Linked DNA regions of Pan troglodytes: all the other regions are linked to region 1. A link is a contact called in public Hi-C and HiChIP or PLAC-seq data. All regions are on one chromosome and are shown on one strand. The core of a region is the stretch at or near the end of the contact, and the rest is flanking DNA. Distances in the headings are between cores, read along the strand shown.

Region 1 (3,369 bases), core at 421-2,920:
GGAGCAGCAGATGGTCCCTGGGATTCCTCAGGGTGCACATGAAGCCTGAGCCTCACGTTGCTCCTGTCCTGGCACAGGAATGTCATCCACGCCAGCGACTCCGTGGAGGGGGCCCAGCGGGAGATCCAGCTGTGGTTCCAGAGCAGTGAGCTGGTGAGCTGGGCAGACGGGGCCCAGCACAGCAGCATCCACCCAGCCTGAGGCTCAAGCTGCCCTTACCACCCCATCCCCCACGCAGGACCAACTACCTCCGTCAGCAAGAACCCAAGCCCACATCCAAACCTGCCTGTCCCAAACCACTTACTTCCCTGTTCACCTCTGCCCCACCCCAGCCCAGAGGAGTTTGAGCCACCAACTTCAGTGCCTTTCTGTACCCCAAGCCAGCACAAGATTGGACCAATCCTTTTTGCACCAAAGTGCCGGACAACCTTTGTGGTGGGGGTGGGGGGGTGTCTTCACGTTATCGTAACCTCTCCTCTAAAGGGGAGGCATTAAAATTCACTGTGCCCAGCGCATGGGTGGTACACTAATTATGACTTCCGCCAGCTCTGAGGTAGAAATGACGCTTTTATGCAAGTTGTAAGGAGTTGAACAGTAAAGATGAAGTTTTGCACACCTAGTTCCATAACGTTGTTGGATGTATGAGCCAGGCAGGGGTCCAGAGACCACGCCTGCAATCCGGAGAACCCAAGCTAGGCGCGAGCCGGTGCTGTGATCCCGCCAAAGAAGCTGCCTTCCCCGGGAAGGGGCAGAAAGGGGCCGGCGGGCTGAGGCCAACCAGCGCAGAAAGGGCCTGGCAGCCATTACTGTAGCGCTGGCGGCTCTGTCACGCCCCTGAAGCCGCTGGCCCGCAGTTGTGTCCAGCTCAGGAGCGGCTCTGCGTGTTTTTCCCCCGGGGCCGTCGCGGACCCCCGTCTTCCAACAGTGGTGCGGGCGGGGCGCCCCGTCCTGGGTTCGCGGCATGGCCCCGCCCGGGCCCCCACGCGGAACAGAAGTAACGGACCCTTTTTTTTTTTTTTTTTTTTTTTGAGACGGAGTGTCGCTCTGTCGCCCAGGATAGAGTGCAGTGGCGAGATCTCGGCTCACTGCAACCTCCGCCTCCCAGGTTCAAGCGATTCTCCTGCCTCAGCCTCCCGAGTAGATGGGACTACAGGCACCCGCCACAACGCCCGGCTAATTTTTGCATTTTTAGTAAAGAGGGGGTTTCGCCATGTTGTCCAGGATGGTCTCGAACTCCTGACCTCGTGATCCGCCCGCCTCGGCCTCCCAAAGTGTTGAGATTACAGGCGTGAGCCACCGCGCCCGGCCCCGGACCCTTCTTTATTGGCCTCAAAACGGGTCATTTTGGGAAGCGGCGGGGGGCTGGCCGCGCTTTCCTGGGCCCCGGCCCTCCCCATGGTGTTTACGGGGAGGCGAACGGGGAGCCCAGAGGCTGCGAGCCTGGCCTGGACCCAGGAGCCAGGGGTATCCCACAAGTCCTGGAGGCTCTGAACGCGGCGCTGACGCCGAATACCTGTGAAAAAGACTCGGGGAGAAGACCCGCAGACCGCCCAGCTTCTGCCGCGGGAACCGCGCCCCCGGCCCCGCACTGCGCCTGCGTCTCGCGCGCCGCGGGCGGGGGCGGGGCCTCCGGGGAGAATTCGGGGGGAGGGGCGGGGCCTCCGGGAAGCAATCAGGGGAGGGGCGGGGCGTCCGGGGAGTGGGGCGGGGCTCCCGGTTCCAGGCGAGTTTGCAGCTGCGCGCCGGGTCCTGGAGGCGGAGGCCGCTCCCGCCCGTTGTCCCTGCAGTCCCCGACGGGAGCGCCATGGCCCAGCCGCCGCCCGACGTGGAGGGGGACGACTGTCTCCCCGCGTACCGCCACCTCTTCTGCCCGGACCTGCTGCGGTGAGCGGGGCCTGGGAAGCGAGCGCAGCCTTGGTGCGGGGTCCGGTCCGCGGGCGCCGGCGCCCCCACGTGGTCCCCGAGGGCTCCCGTGTTAGGAAACCTGTCTTGCCTGGCTCCTTTCTTTCTTTTTTTTTTTTTTTGAGACGGAATCTCGCTGTGTCGCCCAGGCTGGAGTGCAGTGGCAGGATCTCCGCTCACTGCCACCTCTGCCTCCCGGGTTCAAGCGATTCTCCTGCCTCAGCCCGGCTAATTTTTTGTATTTTTAGTAGAGAGGGGGTGTCACCGTGTTGGTCAGGCTCTTTTCGAACTCCTGACCTCAGGTGATCCACCCGCCTCGGCTTCCCAAAGTGCTGGGATTTACAGGCGTGAGCCACCGCGCCCGGCCCAACCTGGCCTCTTTCTTAACAGAAAATTTTAGGTTGAAATCATTTTTCCGGAAGACCCAGAAGGCCCAGGAATGCCAGGTTTTGCCCAGCAGCTCTTCATTTTCCTGCAAACGCCTTGGTGTTCACAAGGGAAGGCAGCCCGGGCAAAGGTCGATCCTTCCCGGTCACCTGCCCTCACTCGGCTAATGGGCAGATCCTTTTTTTTTTTTTTTTTCCTTTTCTTTTTTTCAATTGGCAACATTTTCAAGTTTCTATTAAAATTTTGATCTTTTGCCAGGAGCAGTGGCTCACGCCTGTAATCCCAGCGCTTTGGGAGGCCGAAGCGGGTAGATCACCTGAGGTCAGGAGTTCGAGACCAGCCTGGCCAACATGGTGAAACCCCGTCTCTGCTAAAAATACAAAAAATTAGCCGGGTGTGCTGGCGCACACCTGTAATCCCAACTACCTGGGAGGCTGAGGCAGGAGAATCACTTGAACTCGGGAGGTGGAGGTTGCAGTGAGCCGAGATCGCGCCATTGCACTGGGCAACAAGAGTGAAACTCCATCTCAAAAAAAGAAAAAAAGTTTTAAATTATGTTCTCCAAGGACAGGTATTGACAATTCTCTCTGAGTGTTCTGCAGGGAAAAAAAAAGTTTTTTTTTTGAAACGGAGTCTCATTCTGGGTTCAAGCAATTCTCCTGCCTCAGCCTCCCAATTCTCCTGCTTCAGCCTCAGTGCGCCCAAGTGGGACTATAGGCGCACAACACCACGCTGGGCTAATTGTATTTCTAGTAGAGGTGAGGTTTCACCATGCTGGTCAGGCTGGTCTGGAACTCCTGGCCTCAGATGATCCACCTGCCTCGGCCTCCCAAAGTGCTGGGATTACAGGAGTGAGACGCTGCACCTGGCCTAAAATTAATCTTTAATAATTAAGAATAGGAAAGGCAACTTGGAGATCAGCAAAAGTTTGCCATCCATCTGGTACAGTTTGTGCCAGTCATACCGATCAGTACACATTTAATGCGTACAAGAAAATCTCTAATAAATAAAAAAGCCATATTATCCCGACCTAGCTTGCTGAATCTCAGGAATCATATTTGATATCAGTGCCATGCAGGG
Region 2 (3,369 bases), core at 261-2,760, 180 kb after region 1:
ACCGCCTCCTGGTGACGGACTACTTGCCTGGGGCTGTGCACAGCTTCTCATTGGGTCCTGCTTGGGAGCCCCTGGCCCCAGCCTCCATGCTGGGTCTGGAGGGCCCCTGCTGGGTGGGCCCAGGGCCTGATGGGGGCCTTGCTGTGAGTGAGGAGTTTGGGGATGTGAGGCTGTTTGGCAGTGCCCGCCAACCCCTGGGCTCCCTGGGGGGCTGGACGGGGCACACTTTCGGCTGCCCAGCGGGCATCTGCTCCAACTCAGAGGGCAACGTTATTGTGGCAGATGAGCAGAGGCGCCAGGTGACCCTGTTTCCCCGGGCTGGGCCACCCATCTGCCTGGTGTCAGAGGGGCTTGGGCAGCCCTTGGGAGTGGCCTGTGCACCCCAGGGCCAGCTCCTGGTGGCTGATGCCAAGGACAACTCCATCAAGGTGTACCAGGGCAAGGAGCTGGCCTGACCTGAGGCTGGGTTGGAGCAGCCCTCCTGTGCCTGAGGCCAGCTCCCAGGCCCTTGGATCACCGCGGGAGGAACCCTCAGGATGGGTGGAGCCTCCAGGCTATGGGCATTGCCTGCCTGATGCCAGCACCACCTGGGCTGGGCCCTGGGCTTGGCTCGAGTTCTCCTGCTGGTGAGGCTCCGGATCTCAGGAGCAGCCCTGAGTCTGCTTCCCAGGCTGCCCCTGCCAGGCCTGCAGCCTCCCCAGCCGGGGCCGCTCTCTGCTGTCCCCATTCAGTGCCCTGGCCCCTGCATTCATGCCCCCCACGCCCCCTCAGGCCCTGTGCCTGGACTTTGGGGCTGGCAGCTGAAGCCTTGAGATCCTGGGCCAGCTGCCGGCACACAGCTAGGCAGGCTCTCCCACCAGGTGCCCCTGCCCAGGCCTCCTAATCAGGGGCAGACAGGCAGGGAGGGTGTGGCTGGGATGGGCTGGGCGGGGCGGCCTGGGGCAGGGGTGTGGCCCCTAAATGTCCCCAACCTCAGAGGGACCTGGAGTCCTGAGCCTCCAGTAGCTTCTCTGGGCCTGGCAGAGGTAAGGGGGAGGCAACCCTGGAGTGTCTGGAGGCCCATGGCTGGCTGAACCCTGGATGCCTTTTCTTCCACGTCCCCATGAATGAAAGCTGTCTGGGCCTTCATTCTGCAGACAGGGACAAACAGCTCCATGCTGTTTGTCCTCCCAGTGCAGCCGTGCTGGGAGGGTCTGGGGGAGCTTCCTACAAGGAGAGACTCCTGCTGCTTTGGAAAACTGAGAAAAAATAGGGGTCTAACCCTCTCCTCCCATTTTACAAGTGGGGAGATGAGGCGTGAAAGGAGAGGCGTCTGGGTTACTCCGTGGGTCTGGGGTCCAGGGAAGGGCCTGTATGGGGGAGGGAGCTGGGAGGGGACGGTGTCTGGCTCTACCCCTGTGGGGTGGGGAGGTGAGGCTCCCCTGTATCACAGGACATCACCCCTGAGCGGTCCCTCATATGTCTGGGTCCTGTGGGTGGGGGACTAGCTGCGCACTGTCGTTAGGTGCTCAATAAACGGAGTTGCTGCTGAGGTCTCGGCTGGGGTCTTGTTCCTGGGATCGGGAGGGGCTGGACGCCTGTGTGTTCTCTCCTGACGATCGCTGGCGGCAGCCTCTGGGCTGGTCCTACCAGGGCTCAAAATTCCCGGCACCACTGGCTTTGGGGATCTGGGGGCGGCCCCTCTGCAGACAACAGAGTGACGGGGGCGGGACCGGGCTGGGGCTGGGGCCTTCCTGGAATCCCGCAGGGCCTGGGGACCTGTTCACTTGGGGAGGCTGGGAGCCAGGCGGGGTCCGAGTTCCACGAAGGCCAGATCCAGTCTGTTTCTCAGGTGAGGAAACTGAGCTGACGCAGGGCTGGCGGCACGGAGGCAGGCTCGGGAGGTCCGGGCGTGGGGACTGGGCGGGCACGCTGCGCCGCGGAACGCTCGGGCCGGGCGGGCGGGCAGCCCGGGCGCCTTTGGGGGCCGGACCGTCGCGCGGCAACGCGCGGAGCCGGCGGAAGTGGGGCTCGGGTCCCGCGGCGGGGCTGGAGGCAGCGAGCGCCGTTGTCTACCCGGGCCCGCCCATCGGGGTCCCCAACCCCATCCGGACCCCGCCGCCCGAGCGCGCGGCCCCGGAAGCACCCGGTGAGCAGGGGGGTGGGCGGCGCGCGGCGGGACCTCGGGCAGCGCCCCTGCGGCTCCGGGCCTGGGCTGGGGGCTCCGCACTCCCGCCCGCGGCGCCGCTGCTTCCTCCTCCGAGAAGTGGGGCCGCCCCCGGGCCCGCGCCGACCTGGGCCCCTGTGGACCCTGTGCAAGGGCGGTCGGCGCCCCGGGCCTGGCTGTGGGCCCTTCGCAGTTGTCCCGGGTTGCAGGAAAGGGCAAAAAACGGAATCATAGGCTCTTCCCAAATGAGAGGGGAAGGCCCTGCTTGAGGAAGGCAAGCAAGTTTGTTTGTTTGTTTGTTTGGAGACGGGGTCTCACCATGTTGCCCAGGCTGAACTCGTGTTTGTTTTTCATTATTTATTTATTTTGAGACGGAGTCTCGCTCTGTCGCCCAGGCTGGACTGCAATGGCGCGATCTCGGGTCACTGCAACCGCTGCCTCCCGGGTTCAAGCGATTCTCCTGCCTCAGCCTCCCCAGTAGCTGGGATTACAGGTGCACACCACCACGCCCGGCTAATTTCTGTATTTTTAGTAGAGACTTGGTTTCACCCCCATCGAGGCTGGTATTAAGCTCCTGACCTCAAGTGATCCGCCCGCCTCGGCCTCCCAAAGTGCTGGGATTACAGGCGTGAGCCACCGCGCCAGGTTCGTGTTTATTTTTCAAACAAGGCGCTGGGAAGCGCAAATTCTCCAGAGCTCTTGTGGAGCGGTGGCAGGGAGGGGCGGCTCAGCCAGAGATGGCCCTGGCCCGTCCTAACTGGGCTGGGGTGCCACCATTCCCTCATTCGCGGGGAGGAGAGGGAAGTCTTAGTCTTACTACTTTAGATGGTCGACCTCCCTACCTGCCTGGTCTGGGAATGGCTTCTCAAGAGCACTCGGGCTCATTCTTAGCAGAGGAAGCTCTTCTGGCTAGCCTGGCGCCCGTGTGTGTGTGTGTCTGTGTGTGTGTGTCTGTGTGTGTGTGTCTGTGTGTGTGTGTCTGTGTGTGTGTGTCTGGCTAGCCTGTGTGTGTGTGTCTGGCTAGCCTGTGTGTGTGTGTGTGTGTGTGTGTGTGTAGCTAGCCTGGCACCCGTGGCTAGCCTGGTGCCCGTGTGTGTGTGTATGTATGTGTCTGGCTAGCCTGGCGCCCGTGGCTAGCCTGGTGCCCGTGTGTGTGTGTGTGTGTGTGTGTGTGTGTGTGTGTGTGTGTGTCTGGCTAGCCTGGTGCCCGTGGCTAGCCTGGT
Region 3 (3,369 bases), core at 262-2,761, 130 kb after region 1:
TATAAGGCCGTGAACCCTCTGCTGGCTAGACTACTGGCCCCTGGCCAGGGAGCCACCTAGGCAGTGCCAGGGAAGGACTGGGAAGGGAAAGGAACCTGCGGTCCCTGAGTGAGGCCTTGACTGCACCCTCTCCTGTGGTTCGAAAGCCACACTTGGCCAGTATCCTGCCATGCAGGTGAGGAAGCTGGGGAGGACAGGGTCCCAGAGCCTTGTCCAAGTTGCAGAGAGGAGAGCCAGCTCTCACTCTGCAGCCCTCTGTGCCCCCAGACCCCCACTGGCCCCCAGGGACACATTTCCTGCACTTGGGATGCTTTGGCATGGATATAGTCTGGGAACAAACGGCACATCCAGCTGCCCTGCCTGTCTCCACAGAGGGGGCAGCAGACCTAGGGGGAGGTGTCCAAGACACAGGAATGAAGTGTCCTTACCAAAAGCTTCCGAGGACAGCAGTAAACTCCTCCTGCCAGCTTCTGCCCTGACTGCAGCTAGAAGCCGAGCTCCACGTGGGACACAGGTGTCCCTGCTGCAGCATCTCAGCATGATGGAGGCCCATCCTTGGCTTTCCTGGAGCATGAATATCCTCTGAGGAGCACTGGCCCTGGCCTTGTAGGTCTTGCCGAGACTGGCTTAGATTTTCTGGCCCAGGAGCAATCGTCACCCAACCTCTCACTTGTAAATCTCGCCACAGAATCGGCCCACAACCGTCTCTCCGGAATCTCGGCTGACCAGCCCTACTCCTGTGTCTCCCTCTCCCGCAGAGCCACTGCCTTCTCAGGCTCCTCAACTGCACCTAAGAGCGGGAGTCTGGCTGCCCTCAGCACTCGCGTCCCACCCTGCAGCCTGATAAGCTTGACGCCAAGGCACTCTCCCGAGAGCCGGCCCAGCAGCTGCTGGCAGGAAAGTGGCCTCAGGGCAGCGGGAAGGGGACCTCCGGGGAGAGAATGAGGCCTGCGCAAGGGTCCTGGAAGGACCCAGGAGTCGCCGCCCCGGCTTCCCTCCCCCAGGCCCTGGTTGGGCGCCGTGGGCCGCGTCCCAGTTGAGCCCGGCGTGGCCGTTTAATGGCGTCCCTCCGCGATCGAGGAAGAAGGGGCCTAGAGAGGCTGTGCCCAAGCGACGCTGCGAGGCCAGGCCGCGTCTCGGGCCAGGGCGGTCCCCTTGCCACTGCCGCTCTTGGCCGCCAGGACCAAGCACAGCACCCAGCGTCGCGAAAGGGGCGGTCCTGGAAGGCGCGAAGGGGTCTCCGGGTCTCGCGAACACGGCGGGGTCAGGGCGGAGTCGTGGGTCCTCGGTCGGGCGGCCGCCCAGAGCCCCGCGGGACACGGACGGCCCCGGCCCGGCTACCCGCGAGCCCCACGGGTCTGTGACGCCGCTGATGCGCAGACGCCGCGGCTGCAGGCCCCGCCCCTCCGTGCCCCTCGCAAGGCCCTCTGGGAGTTGTAGTTCCAGCTCCTCGGGCCGCCCCACTCCCTGATAATCCTGGAGCGCGGCGCCTCCCGGGGACCGAGGCCTCGGGCCCGGCCGTCTCCAGCAGCGCGGGCAGGAGAAGTGGCCCGGGCGGTCGGCGGACTGGGAGGGCGCCACCCGAGGACTACAACTCCCGGCCTGCCTCGCGCAGGCACCGCCCCGAGCTTCCGCCCCGGCGGCGCCGCGCAGCCCTGTGGGAGCCGTAGTCCGGGCGCGCGATTCACAGCGCCGCGTGCGCCCCGGGCGCGCCGTAGCCGCGGGGCCCGGGCCGGGCGCTACGCTACGAAGGCAGCGTAAGGCGGGCGCCGGACGCGGGCAGGGGCCGGGGCCGGAGCCGGGTCGGGGCGCCCCGCGGCTGAGGAGCGGGAGGCCGTCCGGGCAGCGCGGCCGGCGGCGAGAGGGGCCCCGCCGCTCTCCGGAGGCAGAAGTTGTGGATCGGCCGGCGGGGGCGAGCGGGCCCGGGGGCCGGGGCCGCGCTGCCCGGGCCGCGAGGACGAGGCGGCGCCGCCGGGCTGTGGAGGTGAGTCCCGTCGGCCGGGCCCGGCCGGGCGCCCAGCCGGGGACCCCGGGCGGGGAGCGCGGGCCCGGAGGGCGGCGGGGAGCGCGGGCTCGGCGGGGCGCAGGAGGCCTCGGGGGCCGAGCGCGCCGGGCTCCGAGCCAGGGCAGGAACGGCAGGGCCCTCGGAGTGGGGTCAGCCCGCCGCCCGCTGGCGCCTCCAGGCTGGTGGGGGCCAGGGCTGGGCTTGGGCGATGCTTCGCAGGGGAGCCCAGAGGAAGGCGGGAAGTCGGCAGGGACCTGGGCCATGTGGGTCACTTGAGGCCAGCCCCGGGGGCCGCGCACACCGGAGGCGGCCTCGGCCCTGCCTGTCCTTGAGTGCCCTTATATCCGGGCCCATCGTGCGGTCCTGGCCGCCTTAGGGATGTTGTGCTTGGTGCGGGCATCACTCCCCTGTCACTTGGGGAACGGCCTGGGGGCGGCCACCTGGCGTGGAGGGGCTGGCGGGAGCCCCGTCTGTGCCAGCCATGCCAGTGTTTTCTTCCGTGTTCCTCTGGGGCTGCTGCCGCACCAGCTGGGAAGTTGCAAATCTGCTGTCTTCCTGCTGGCTGCAGAAGGGGCCCCTCTAGTCCTGACCGGGGGAACTCTTGTGTGGTCAGCTGGCCCTGGCCGGGCGAGCTCTCGCGGCCCCCTTACTGCTCTGGAGTTTGTTACCGGACTGCAGGTAACAAGACCCGGAAAGCAATGGTGAGGCCCAGAACCTGAGGCCAGGCCTGGGTGTGTGGGGCCAGTGGGGAAGACTGGGACTCCGTTGGGTGCTGAAGAGTTGTGTGCTTCTCCTTCGGGAAACCCGGATCTCTTCCTCTGCCCAGGTCTGAGGGGTGCGGAAACGTGAGTCACAGTTCAGTGTGGGAGTGCCCCGTAATTGCCTCCGCGTTTCCAGAGTCTGGGGCTGGGCAAGGATATAGGGGTGATTCTGCCTTCCGGTTCTGAGTGACTTCTCAACTGTGAAGTGGGGCAAGAGAAATTGTTTTTCTGGCCTGTCTGGGGGAGGCAGGTCCTGCAGGAAACCAGCTTGGCCTGGCCTTGGGTTGGGTGTGCCTTGCCTCCTCCGAGGTCCTTCTGCTTGCGGGAGGAGCACCCCTCTTTTTCCTGCTTCTGTCTGTGTCTGAGGCTCTCCAGAGCTCTTTGATTGGCAGAGGAGCCAGTGACCTCTGAGTCCCCAGGAGAGCCCGAGGCTCAGTAACTGCATAACTGCGCAGGGCCTCCTGTCTGGGCCTCCACAGGCTGTGGTCTCTGAGAGCAGGAAGTGGCTGGTCCCCTGTAATCCTGCATCTGTGTGACAGCCTCAAGCCCTGCTGGCTCTCTCTCCGGGCACCCCTCACTTGCTTCTTGCCCTGGCCTTGGGCA

Evidence for each region. Hi-C and Micro-C count contacts between places; a contact is called where the count stands out from the background. HiChIP or PLAC-seq counts read pairs in DNA pulled down with a chosen protein or histone mark.
Region 2: a contact with region 1 is called in a Hi-C map of stem cell-derived neural progenitor cells, with 2.9 times the contacts expected there. The contact joins the promoter of PIGQ here to the promoter of DECR2 in region 1. A contact is called at or near these places in 1 of 7 Hi-C or Micro-C datasets (stem cell-derived neural progenitor cells) and 1 of 1 datasets of contacts at active chromatin or transcription factors (stem cell-derived excitatory neurons).
Region 3: an H3K4me3 HiChIP or PLAC-seq map of stem cell-derived excitatory neurons shows a contact between it and region 1, with 3 times the contacts expected there. The contact joins the promoter of CAPN15 here to the promoter of DECR2 in region 1. A contact is called at or near these places in 1 of 7 Hi-C or Micro-C datasets (stem cell-derived neural progenitor cells) and 1 of 1 datasets of contacts at active chromatin or transcription factors (stem cell-derived excitatory neurons).

What each region holds. Positions count from the first base shown.
Region 1 is chr18:2,750,814-2,754,182 of NHGRI_mPanTro3-v2.0_pri, forward strand. It overlaps DECR2 (2,4-dienoyl-CoA reductase 2), which reads left to right and starts at 1,671. Exons shown (of 9, transcript XM_024349616.3): 1 at 1,671-1,884. The coding sequence starts at 1,805. NME4 (NME/NM23 nucleoside diphosphate kinase 4) reads left to right here. Exons shown (of 5, transcript XM_063796375.1): 5 at 78-513. The coding sequence ends at 201.
Region 2 is chr18:2,927,910-2,931,278 of NHGRI_mPanTro3-v2.0_pri, forward strand. PIGQ (phosphatidylinositol glycan anchor biosynthesis class Q) reads left to right here and starts at 1,511. Exons shown (of 11, transcript XM_024349631.3): 1 at 1,511-1,831. NHLRC4 (NHL repeat containing 4) reads left to right here. Exons shown (of 2, transcript XM_016929013.4): 2 at 1-1,531. The coding sequence ends at 455.
Region 3 is chr18:2,882,402-2,885,770 of NHGRI_mPanTro3-v2.0_pri, forward strand. CAPN15 (calpain 15) reads left to right here and starts at 1,512. Exons shown (of 13, transcript XM_024349628.3): 1 at 1,512-1,984. It overlaps LOC134808720 (a long non-coding RNA gene), which reads right to left and starts at 1,362. Exons shown (of 2, transcript XR_010152204.1): 1 at 429-1,362.